Linked DNA regions of Mus musculus: region 2 is linked to region 1. A link is a contact called in public Hi-C data. All regions are on one chromosome and are shown on one strand. The core of a region is the stretch at or near the end of the contact, and the rest is flanking DNA. Distances in the headings are between cores, read along the strand shown.

Region 1 (6,181 bases), core at 2,546-5,045:
CTGTATGAGTGTGAGGTTGGCTCCTGATGTCCTCAGGATGCTCTGCAGTGGTGAGAGCCCTGGTCCAAGTGAAACAAGGACCGATGACATCATAGCACATATCTGGCCATCATTCTTCTGATGAGGATATGGCTGTACCTCACAGTCCTCAGTCATGCTTTCGAGGTCCAAGGGTGATTGTGAGAGAAGAAAGAAGCTAAAGAGGAGTAGGAAGCCTTACTCCCACAATACCTTGTCTTAGTTACAGTTTTACTGCTGTGAACAGACTCCATGACCGAGGCAACTCCTATAAAGGATGATTAATTGGGGCTATCTTACAGATTCAGAGGTTCAGTCCATTATCATCAAGTTGGGAGCATGGCAGCATCCCGGCAGATGTTGGGGCTGGAGGAGCTGAGAGTTCCACCTCGTGTTCCAAAGGCAGCTTGAAGACTGGCTTCCAGGCAGCTAGGATGAAAGTCTTAAAGCCCACACCCACAGTGACACACTTCCTCCAACAAGGTACACCTACTCCAATAAGGCCACACCTCCAAATAGTACCACTCCCTGGGCCAAGCATATTCAAACCACCACACAAAAAGCAACATCAGAATATAATCACAAGAGTCTATCAGAGCAGTCAGATTTAATGTGCTAATTCTTAGTGATTTCTTAGACGATAAGAAATTGACTTCACCTTCACTTTTCATTGCCAAAAGGCTCTTAGGGGTTCTGTGGGAAACTGACTTTTAGTACTTTAGTAGAAGTCATAGTGACAAAAGAGAAGAGAAAGCGTGGCCCTCCAAGGACATTGGTGTATTAACTGCCTACTTTAGTTCACAATGGCTAATGGGTCCCATTATAAATGCCTCATCACTACTAAGAGAAACCTGGTGAGCTTGAGGGGACTTTAAAGGACAAATGTAGAGATGGAGAGAGAACTAGGGGAATGTGGCAAGTATTAAACTAGGATTTTTCAATAAGAAAACTTGATTGCCTATTCATCCAACACAGGAAGGAAAAAAACCGAAGAACAAAAAGGAAAAAGCTAAAACCAAAACCAACCTAAACAAACGAACAAACACACACACAACAACAGATCCCAGAGAGTGCCCAGGATTCACAGACACAAAAAGTAAACACAAACTTCTCAGATAATAGCTTACATTCAATATTTGAGTCTGACAAGTAATCCAGTTCTCTATAAGAGCCCCATACAGATCACTCACCCAGGTCCCCCTGAGAAAGCAGGCATGTGCACGCTGGGACACACTTCTGCTCAGGTAGTCAGGTTTCTTCCCTTGGAGTCCCTTTTGACCCAGGATCTTTAAGAACTAAGAGGGAAAAGGATGTCCCTGGTCTCACTCAGAGGGATGAGAAAGATCAAATGAGAGCCACAACAGGCTCAAATGTTGTACAGACCAAGGTTATCATCGGCCTATGAGTTTAGAAACTTAGGGGACTGAGAAGTTAGAGTTGCTGGCCTAAGTCAGTTAAGCAGAGCATTCTCTAGTCTCTGTTGGCTCCTGCTTTGGGAAAGGTGAGTTTGTGAGCAAAACAATACTTTATGCTACTAGATACCTAGAATCCCTTTGTTGTCAGGAATTGGTGGACAACTAGAAGTAATTGACAGCAATTATGAAGGGGTAAGAAAGTACATAGCTCACAGATCATCCAGTTTGATTATGTATGAGGCCATTCGCATGACTGAAGCACTAGACAATGAACCTGGTATTAAAAAGAATTATTTCATTACCATTAGCATCTCAGGTTGAGACTAAATTTTATCACCTCGGTCTGAGAATCCCTGTTAGCTCTGACTTGCTGTGGAGAGGCTCAGGAACTTTGATGGTATCTTGATACCTTTGAGCAGTGGGACATCTTCCAAGTTGTCTATTAAGGCAGAATTTCTTAAGGCCTTTATATGCCTGTTGATATCCAAAACTGAGTGGTGCTCCAGCAATTATCAGAGGGACATCACAATGTTCTGCCCCATGCTAATCTATAGCAAATATAAATCCTATGTGTTGGACAACAGAAAACAGACTTGGACATGAAAGAAATGTTTCTAGGGTAATATTTAGAAATAGAACCAAAAAGCACTGCCAGTGTCAACATGGTATTTTGTATCAGAAGTGGAGTCTCCTGTTTTATACCTTGAGCTTGCAATACCCCAAGAGTTGATTAGATAGATGGAGAATCCTTTTGGGTTTGGGAGCACAGACTGCATAGCCAGGAGGCTGGGAGGAGATCTGGGCACTGCCTGTTGCTTTCTATGTAATCACAGAAACAAAACCAACTCTGAGCCGCAGTGTCCTCTTCTGTAGAGCTGGGCTAACGAGTACATCTGCCTTCTTCCCTTCGGAAATGAAAAGCAGGGACAATGAGTTACCCCCGAGAGCTTAGAACAGTGACTGACACATGGAATAATAGGAGCTTTGGAGACATTTGTAAAATTACAAGGCTGTTACATAAAAAAAAAAAAGCATCCCCACAGAGAGGCTACCTCCTAAGAAAAGCATTTAAAAGACCTTCGTAAAAGACCTGGTTCCCCATATCATAAAACAACAGCAAACCTCAAGCTGGCCTCTAGATTGTGCTAAAGCAGCCAAATGCTTCCTCTTTTGTTCAGAGCACCAGCACACAGTTCCCCTGGAAATCAAAGCACCTTCCTGTGGTGAAAATTGGGGGTGGGGTGGGGGTATACATCCCTGGGCATCTTCAGGAGACGCAAGACAGGAAGCACTCTTGCGGGGCAGAGGAGCCTGAAGCACAGACGGGGATCCTCATTCTGTAGAGAGCTCAGTGGTTAGGCATCCCTACACTGAGGCTGCCTCACAAGTGGAAAGGTGGAGCCACTGCTTGGGAGCGGAGGGTAGGCTGGGCATATGTATGGAAAACTACTGGAAGCCAATGGACAAAAGCAGGAATGGGCATAGACAGAGGGACTGAGTCCTGGGATAGGACAGCGTGGTCGGTCTGCCAAGAGCTGTCAGTAAAGGTGACAGCAGCTGCCTGTTCAGTGGTTTCTTACAAATTGCATTCTCCCACCCACACCAAAAGCTGTGTGATGCTTGTCCTGGCTCAACCCCCACTTCAGATCCAGAACAAAGGATGCATCTGAACCCTCTGACGAGACACTGAGTTCTGTGTTTCGTAGCGTGAAGCCAAGAAATAAATAAATAATTAATTAAACCACTGACAAAATAAGCAACAGTTGGAAGGGAGGGAAGGAGGGAGGGAGGGCAGTTGCATCCCCCTCTGACCCAGACATCCTTGAGCAAGCTTCCCAGTGGGGATCAATAGCACCAGTGCCTGCTTCTCTGGTCTCTGTGACTCACTCAGGCACATTCCTATTTCTGTGGCAGGACACAGGGAGGCACTCTGGTCCTTTCCTTCCAGGGGAGGGAGGGGCTTCCATCTTCTCCTGTGACTTCACTACCACACTGGAATTATGTAAAGGTTTGGTTTTCTCTCCACAAGGAGGGGCCTCCTCCTCAGCTTCTTACCATGGCTGTGCCAGAGACCATGGGGGCAAGGCTGCGAGAACTCCGGTCTCAGCCTTGGGTCCTTTCCTGACAGATCTCTGGTTTGTATTTATAGCGATCTCATTTTAATTAAGTGATAAAACCTCAATGCTACCCGCAGGAGACCAATCAGCTACATGTGTTCAGAAGCCGCTGCGCTGGGCAGTGCGGATAAAGTGCAGCATTTCTACCAATCTCCTAAAGACCTCAGAGGGCAGCAGATGCCCTCTGAGGATTCAGCAGCTCTGCCAGTCAGCTGTAGGGCTGGCATTCTGCTTACCTGAGGTCAGGGTATAGACTCAGACTCCCTCCCCCAAGAGCAGCCATCTACACCAGCCCACTACATGAGTCACCTCATGTCATTATCCCCATGGCTCACAGGAAGAACTGCCATTATCTGGATTTTTCTAGGGGAAGATGTCTAGAACCTGAGCCAGCAAATGCCAAAGCAGGGGTCTCATTGTAAATCAGTCTTTACTCCCCACCCCACCCCATCTCTTAGGTACCCAGCCACACCCTCAGTGATGAGAGCCTTGTTAGTACAGACTCATGCCTCTCCCTGGAGTATTACCTCAGTTATTAGGGAATGGGTTCTCTGTCTTGAACAGGATGGGATTTCAGGGATTTGGTCACTACAGTGATCACTGAACTACACACTTAAGCTCAGGACCATTTATGTGAAGTCTAGCACAGCTCAATAAAAAGGAAGAAACCATGTAATTCAATAATAAAAATCCTTCATTTTTTTCAGATAAATATGTTTTTCTTAGTTTGCCACAACATTCCTGTAAGAAGACTGAACTGAGTTAGAAACTTGATGGCTGGGTTATTTGAACGCAGCCAGTGAAACGGGCTCTGAACAGAAGCAGGACCATGAGTGGAGTCACCAGTCACCCTCATGGCCTCTAGCCAGGCCTGTTCAGTTGCCTCCACTGTCCGCAGGTGCTACCCTCCTGGGGCCTTTTGGCTGCAACTACGGTCTTGTGCAGTCCACACAAGTAACATGTGTGACTCTCTCCACACCTGGCCTGGTCTAAGCCTGGAAAGTGGCATAAAAGGTTCCTTCAGCTCCCTCCACTTTAACCGTCCACCTTAGCTGTGGCTGCAGACACTTGGGGGGAAAGAGCTAAGTCTGGTGTGATATGCAGGTGGGTCACCTGGGCTTTGGCTCCTCTGGTTGTGACAGAGGCACAGTGATTAGCTTGCCTCTTGTGGGCATGTTGATAGGATTTTGAAGAGGACTCTGCTGGGCACTTTGGCAGCTTACCTGACCCAGGTAATGTCTGGCCTCTTGTGAGTCATTTTCAACTCCCCAAGGTCCTGGATTTCCAATCTGGCACTTCCAGACTCTCCCAGTATCTGACAGGCTGCAGAGTTCCTCACTGTGCCCCAGCAAACACCTTATGTGGCATCCTCCCTCAGGGCATATGGCTGATGGCTTCCTCAAACTGTGACTTCCACAGCTGACTGATGGAGAAGCAACTCTGTCCCTTCCCCATGTCTCAGGAAACCGACCCTGCAACTCTCTCTGACCCCTCTCATCTTGACTTTCCACTGGTGGGTAAGCAGGACTGTGGCTGGGTTGCTTTCAGGAGTTTTCTTGTCCTTAGGTGGCCTGGTAACTCTCCTTAAGGGTTTGAAGTCTTTGCTTCCTCTGCCTGTCCCCACACTCCACCGCACCCCACCCCCCACCCCAAGCCTCTGGTCTTCTGCCTGAAAGTCTGAGGCAACCACAAGAGCCAGAGGGAAGACAGCTGCACAGGAATAATGCTAAGCACAATGGCTGAGAGTGGCCACCTTTCCCATGGCTGGAAACTCCTTGAGGTCAGAGACCTCATGGATGTTAGTTGCCCCCACTCATCCCAGTACACAGCGCTCACTAGTGGACAAAGAGAGAAGACAGAAAAAATAATAGTGGCAATGCTCTGTGCATGGATTTGGTGGGGGAAGGAGCTTGATCATCTAACTGGGTCATTCTTCTGATCTCGTGCTCCTAAAGGTGTCCCCTGGGCCCAGGAAAAGGAAAATATGAATGGTCCCTTCCCTTGCCATTGGCCATTCAGACATGGCCAGAGTTGGAGGAAGAATACTGCAACCCAAAGTCACAGCTGTAGCTCTCTTTCCAACATCATTCCATGTCTGTGAGATGTCTCAAGTAAGTGGAGTGAGTGGTTTCAAAATGGCCAATCAAGAGAAAACCCAGAAAACAAAACAAAACAAAAATGCCCTGAAATGCATCGTCATGTGACAGCCACGTGAGTGACTGACCGGTCTGAGCTGACTCTCCAGCCTAGAAGTCCCTCAGAAGATAGCAGTGCCACAGGAGCTAAAAGCAGCACAGCCCTGCTACCTGCAGAGACCGAGAACTGTGTACAAGATACCCAGGAGGTGTGTATATGTGCATGCATGCACATGTGTGCTTCATGAAAATGCTTCCTTTCCACAGCAGTGCCAATACATACTGTAGTGCAGACCCCAGCTTGTGGGTCCATTTGCAGACTCAGCCTGTGTTTTGGCTGCCTTTGGAAACTAAAGGGCAGAAAGTGACCTTGTGGGGCAGTGCACAGCGGCAGCCTTAAATTGTAAACTCAGTTCAAATGAACAACCAAGTAGATGTCTGCCATGTGCCCAGGACCGCAGAACTAGTGGAATGGCACGTCTGCCAAGTGTGCTTC
Region 2 (6,181 bases), core at 1,356-3,855, 330 kb after region 1:
GGAGATACAAGATACAAGCCCTATAATACAAAGTAAGTACCATTCATACTTCCCTGGAGCTAAGAGATGGCCCAGGTTAGATGTCCCTTCAGCTCTTCAGAGTTCCCAGCACCCATGTCAGGCATCCCAACCATTCCAGCTCCAGTGGAGCTGGTGAGCTCTCTGGCCTCCACAAGCACTTACACCCATGTGCACATACTCACACACAGACACATGTGCACACATATAATTAAAAATGCATCTCTAATCTTCCTCCTTCACTTTCATCCTTCAGTTCATTTATCTAATTATCACACTATATAAAACACACACACACACACACACACACACACACACACACACACACACACGACAGTGATCCTATTTGTATAATCTAGCCAGGAAATGAAGTCAAGCTTAAAACTCAGATGTTTTAGGTAAGGCATTATCATTGTACTTGGTAATTAGGGATAAAGTCAATGACTACAGTTGATTCAACTAATGTTACATTTAATTTGTAGCCAAAGCAAGTATTACTGGGCATCTAAAACAACTTGTACTGGGAGGGAAGAGGAAACTGGGCAGTTGGTCCTCATTCTTACCAGCTTCAAACATTCTTATATACAAAGAAATATGTGTCTACTACACACCATAGACAGTACTGAGGACTAAAGAACCTCAGGTTACTTCTTGACCTGGACCCTAGTACTTGCCTCTAGGGCACTTAGGCAGTAGATTTCCCACAACCTAAAGAGATCCACAGTTCAGGGGCTTCCTGGAGATTCTCTTTGCACACTAGACTCATTTTCTCTCCCATGCAACAGTACTTCCTAAAGCAACACAGTTGAATTTATATCACTTATCTCAAAACCAAAATACAAGAACTCGCACTGCTTTCAAAAGCCCACCCACCAGATAGCCATTTGGGTCAATAAACAAATAGTCACAGGACAGTCCATAATATGACTGCCCCAAGCAGTGTGTCCTTATTTTTTTACAAGGTCATGAGGATATAAGGTACTGTCTTAGTCAGGGTTTCTATTCCTGCACAAAACATCATGACCAAGAAGCAAATTGGGGAGGAAAGGGTTTATTCAGCTTACATTTCCACATTGCTTTTCATCACTGAAAGAAGTCAGGACTGGAACTCAAGCAGGTCAGAAAGCAGGAGCTGATACAGAGGCCATGGAGGGATGTTCTTTACTGGCTAGCTCAGCCTGCTCTCTTATAGAACCCAAGACTACCAGTCCAGAAATGGCACCACACACAAGGGGACCTCCTCACTTGATCACTAATTGAGAAAATGCCTTGCAGTTGGATCTCACAGAGGCATTTCCCCAACTGAAGCTCCTTTCTCTGTGACAACTCCAGCCTATGTCAAGTTGACACAAAACTAGCCAGTACAGGTACCAACTCCTTAACCCTTAAGGGACAGTCACAGCCCTGGGGCCAACATCTGCCTGGCCAGAGCCAACTCCCTCTCTTGTTTTATTCCAGTGTGGAGTTAAACTGGCATCATTTCCTATGTTTTCCAGGCAGTAAGCATGGGTGAAAAGCACCATTTGCCCTAGACTATGCCCATGTTTCAAGAAATTATCTAAGGCTCAACTCAGACAGCCTTGACATGGCTTTCCCATTCTGAGAATTAGTCTATCATGGGTATGAAGAGGAGTTACGCTGTAGTATCTCATTTTTCTTCTATTTCTTCAGTGTAATATTCTGTAAACTGAAAAATCCCCAATTCCGAAAAACTAACATTTTCTAGAAGAAAAAGAAGAAAAATTTCAAGTGAGATTTGGAGCCTGCTGAAGGCGTCTCAGTAACACTGTGAGTAGGAGCCTGCTGTGTATTAGTGGTGTGCTGTGGGCACTGGTATGGCACCTACACAGTGTAGACGTGTACACTGCCTGTCCTTGTCAAGCTGGAACCCTTTGGGAAGCACACCAACAAGAACAAGCATCAGTACAAAGCAGGGGCGACACAGGGCAGTGGGTGTGGGGTGTAGGATCTATCATCAGAGCACTGGTGAGGGAAGGCTTCAAGCCAGGAGGCATCTAAGAGGGAGAAACAGCAGAGCTTGTGATGATGCGAGGCGGGAGGCAGGATGGGTGAGATGGGGAAGGAGGACATTCTCTGTGGAGGGAATACCATCTGCCAAGCCCAAAGGCAGTTCTGTGAGTCCCAAACAGCTGGAATGCACAGATGAGGGCAAGCAGGAGGGAGTCGAGGCAGGTTAGCAGAGGCTACAAGGGGAAGTGAACGGAGGACTGCACTGGAGGAGGCAGATGGAGGACAAAGCGGAGACAGAAAAGATTCCTAAAACTGAGAGAGGGAAAGTCAGAAAGACTTTCTTTGCTCATGAGAACATAATGATTTCATTAACACAGAGCCCAGGAAAGCTAGCATCATTTAGATGTAAGAAAGGTGAATTCTCAAAATGATGTAATTATCAGAAGTAACAATGCTACCTAACTTTGAGGACTTTTCTGCCAGGGTATAGTTTATAAGTTAATAGGCAGAGTACATTTTAGATAGAATCTTACATAGTAAGTTCTTTCTCTACAACATCCCTGTATATAAATTTATACCCTGAGAAACAGAATGCGCTTCACCATAGCAACAGGCTATATCAACTCCTACTCAAGTTAGGAAAAGCATATGTAAAAGAAACGAATATTCTGGGACATTCTAAGCTGTCTAACCAGGAAAAACTACTACACTTACCTTGTAAAGATCTAAATACATGAGTTAATGATTCTTTAAAATGCTCCTTGATTAGAAGGCTGCTTTAATTCTTCAAATTTGACTTATTAAAAAATATAATAGATTATTTTTTAAGAAGAAAATGAAAACATAAGGAAAAAAGAAATAAAGTAGCAGTGGCAAGGGTAAGATCCTTGGATCTGTGGACAGGCATGAGCAGAAACACAACATGTTTCACGGGTATTTATCCATTAAATACGAGCCAAGCTATTAGATATTAGAACTATATTACTCTCTCTAGAGAAGCTATATACTATTGCTATGAAAACTAAAAACACAGGTCTTATTCTCATATAGGCTTTGCCTTAAAGACAATTAAGATTAGTATTTATTAACTTATATGACAACTGATAGCATACACATCTGGTTGCTATGGTCCGAATGTCTATGCCTCTCCCCTGTTCTCAGGGAATTATAAATCCTACGATGACAGTGTCAAGGGTCTTTAAGATGTGATTAATATACAGGGACTGAGAGGGACCTCCCCTTCTCCCACCAAGTGAGGACACAATAAAAGGTGCCACACTAAAAGTACAAAGCCAGCTCCCACAAGGTACAGACACCCACCCTGTCTTCAATTCTGTCTTCAGAGTCATGAAAGATAACTTCTGTTGTCTATAACCACTCCATCTGTGGCACTTCAATGAAACAGTTTGAACAGGCCCAACACACAGATTGGAAGCTACTATCAAACCCTGTATGGCATGATAGGGAACATGACAGTAGACAGAACTCAAAGCTTTTCATCTTACTTCACACACGTATGACTGCTCAAACGACGACGTCAGAGGTCTTTGCTCTGGGGCCCAACTTGGAATGCTGCTACTGTCCCAACACCCTGCAAACTTCTCTCTTACAGCTCAGTTCTCCCACTGACTTAAAAACCTAATACTCTGTATCCAACCACTCTGTGTGACACTCCTGTCATGCATAGACTGCTCTCTAATACTCTGTATCCAACCACTCTGTGACACTCCTGTCATGCATAGACTGCTCTCTAATACTCTGTATCCAACCACTCTGTGACACTCCTGTCATGCACAGGCTGTATCTTGCTGCGCTTTTCCATTCAGGATCCACACATTTTTGTTTCTTTAGGGCCCTCCCACAGTTGCCCTTACTGCAGGCATCCACAAACCTCAGTTAGCATCCTTGATGTCATCCTCTAAAGAAACCCAGCTGACAGTTTAGATGGTCTCAGTAATCCTGTGGACAACTCTAACTTTTCTTACCCATTATCTTGTTTCATGCTCTCCTTCCCAAAGCCCTGTTCCCCGCTTCCTAAATCTTGCCATCACTGACAATACCAACAGCTCTGAGATCTTGCTTTACTCTGGGGTACTAATGTAGCATCATCAGTGTCCTCTAAGAGATCTCTAGCCTAGAACAGCTAATCACTTATGTGTTTTCAGAGCATTTGAAAATAGTGCAACATAGAACATGCTAATGCCGTATGCTAATGAAAATTTGAAAAGGCGTTGTATAATTCCAACATCATTAACATATTTCTGAATATAAAGTATTTTTATTGGGTTATATACAAGAAGTAACATAATTGTCTTTAGTTGCTAAATCTTTGTATCTACGGATATTTTCCATTGGGAATTATACCAATTGCACAATTGGTGAAAATAAAATTATGCCTGGGACCAGGCATGGTGCACACACCTTTAATCCCAGCACTCGGGAGGCAGAGGCAGGCAGATTTCTGAGTTTGAGGCCAGCCTACAAAGTGAGTTCCAGGACAGCCAGGGCTATACAGAGAAACCCTGTCTCAAAAAAAAACAAAAAACCAAACCAAAACAAAAAAACTATGCCTGGGATTGGTCCACTTAAAGTTGAGGATAAAATCAGATATGAAAATATTTGATACAAAGTTATAATCCTTACCACACACTGGTTTTGGGTGTCATGAGGTACTTACTGATAAACTCGTACTGTTGGGCACAAACTGATCTTGTTCACCCAGCAACACATCAATCATAGGGTGCCTTCCATTTTTTATGATGATCTTCTTTTCTTCTTGTAGAGTTGGCCTGAAAAAATAAGTTTCATCAACTCGAAGACACAAAAGGAGCTTTTAAAAAGAACCACTGACTAGCTTGGCATGGTGATACACCTTAAATCTCAGCACGGGAGGCTGAGGCCCGGAGACGTCTGTGAGTTTGAAGCCACCCTGGCTATACTGACACAGCATGAAAACCTTCAGTACTCAATAGGGAAGAGAGACAACAAAGTCTTAGACCTCAAGAGCACATGAGGTAAGGACTAAGACTAAGAGTTCAACTCCTCATCAACTAGTCAGAAATCAGGAACTGGGACCAGCAGCACATTGAAGGACAAGACTCAGCAAGCCTTGTGAAGTCTATCTTCATGCGATTTCAGTTTTCATTTGTCTGTCATCATCTAAGATCAAGTCAGCACATGTGTTGGGACCCTTTTTGGCCCTGATTTGGGCCTGAAGGACAAACCTGAGCCTGGCTCGAGTTTTGAGACCTGTCTCAGTCACTTCCATGACTAAGAAAGGTCTGTTTGGCCCTGCGTCTGTCCCCTACCCCCCACCCCATTGCAAATGTAGAGCTTTGCCATTGGCCCTGTCAACCACTCTATACCCTCCATCATACTTCCCTGTCTCCTACGTTATCTTACCCCACCAAAACCCCCCTCCCCATGGTCCAAACTTATATAAGCAAGTATCTGATTCCATAAAATTGAATTCCTGCTTCGACAAGACTCCTGGCTCAGTGTGTTTCTTTTGGACCTTCAACACTCGCCATCCCACTCAGCCCTGGAGAGACCCCTGGCGGGATCAGGACCTCTCTCCTCTCATCTGGACCTACCAGCAAGGAACCAGCAGACATGCATCACTAAACACAGTTCAGACCATTGGCACATCACTTCATAGTCATGTAAAGCCATTTCCAGATTAAATTATCATCTTAACATAAATGGCATTGGGTTTGGGCTAAGAGACTGAGAAAATCCAATGGCACTTCTGTAGTACCTTCTACTTTTGATACAAAACAAAAATTGCTGCCATGTTATTCTTTGGTTTTAAGTCTTTATATCTATCAGTTGAATTTATTTATTTTTTACATTTATTTATGTGTATGAATATGTGCCATGTGAGGGAGCGCCTGGGAGTTGTGGGTGACTGTGAGCAGCCATGTGGGCGCTGAGAATTGAACCCAGGTCCTCTGTTAGGAGCACCAAGCTTTATTCTACTTCTCAAAGCTATGTAGGTCAGAACACTTTCTTAGAAGGTGACAGTTAAGTCAGTTTGATGTCTCCTTTCTTAGCCTGCATCCGCACAGTCATGTTCATACACGGATGGCACTGGTTGCACTCCATTTGAAATATTTCACTACACCACCCACAAACACTTTCACTCAATACCTTATTTAAAGAATCACTACACATAAAAATAGATTTCACCATC

What was found. A called contact is a pair of places that touch in the nucleus more often than the background predicts.
Region 2: a Hi-C map of cerebral cortex shows a contact between it and region 1, with 2.0 times the contacts expected there. The contact joins two enhancer-like sites. A contact is called at or near these places in 1 of 15 datasets of contacts at CTCF or cohesin (large pre-B cells), 14 of 484 Hi-C or Micro-C datasets (the AML12 cell line, Sertoli cells, cerebral cortex and 8 more) and 3 of 115 datasets of contacts at active chromatin or transcription factors (T-cell acute lymphoblastic leukemia, kidney and oligodendrocyte precursor cells).

What each region holds. Positions count from the first base shown.
Region 1 is chr13:91,912,761-91,918,941 of GRCm38.p6, forward strand. The region is part of intron 19 of Rasgrf2 (RAS protein-specific guanine nucleotide-releasing factor 2); the gene reads right to left. Among named protein-coding and RNA genes, the nearest start is that of Gm46435, 8.5 kb to the right of the region's middle. Within about 2 kb of position 3,796, at least 61 of the 459 cell types and tissues checked have an H3K27ac peak or open chromatin away from gene starts, as enhancers often do. A contact at or near this core is called in cerebral cortex and cortical neurons, where this site is marked.
Region 2 is chr13:92,245,161-92,251,341 of GRCm38.p6, forward strand. It overlaps Msh3 (mutS homolog 3), which reads right to left. Exons shown (of 24, transcript NM_010829.2): 19 at 4,667-4,778. Among named protein-coding and RNA genes, the nearest start is that of Dhfr, 110 kb to the right of the region's middle. Within about 2 kb of position 2,606, at least 8 of the 459 cell types and tissues checked have an H3K27ac peak or open chromatin away from gene starts, as enhancers often do. A contact at or near this core is called in cerebral cortex and cortical neurons, where this site is marked.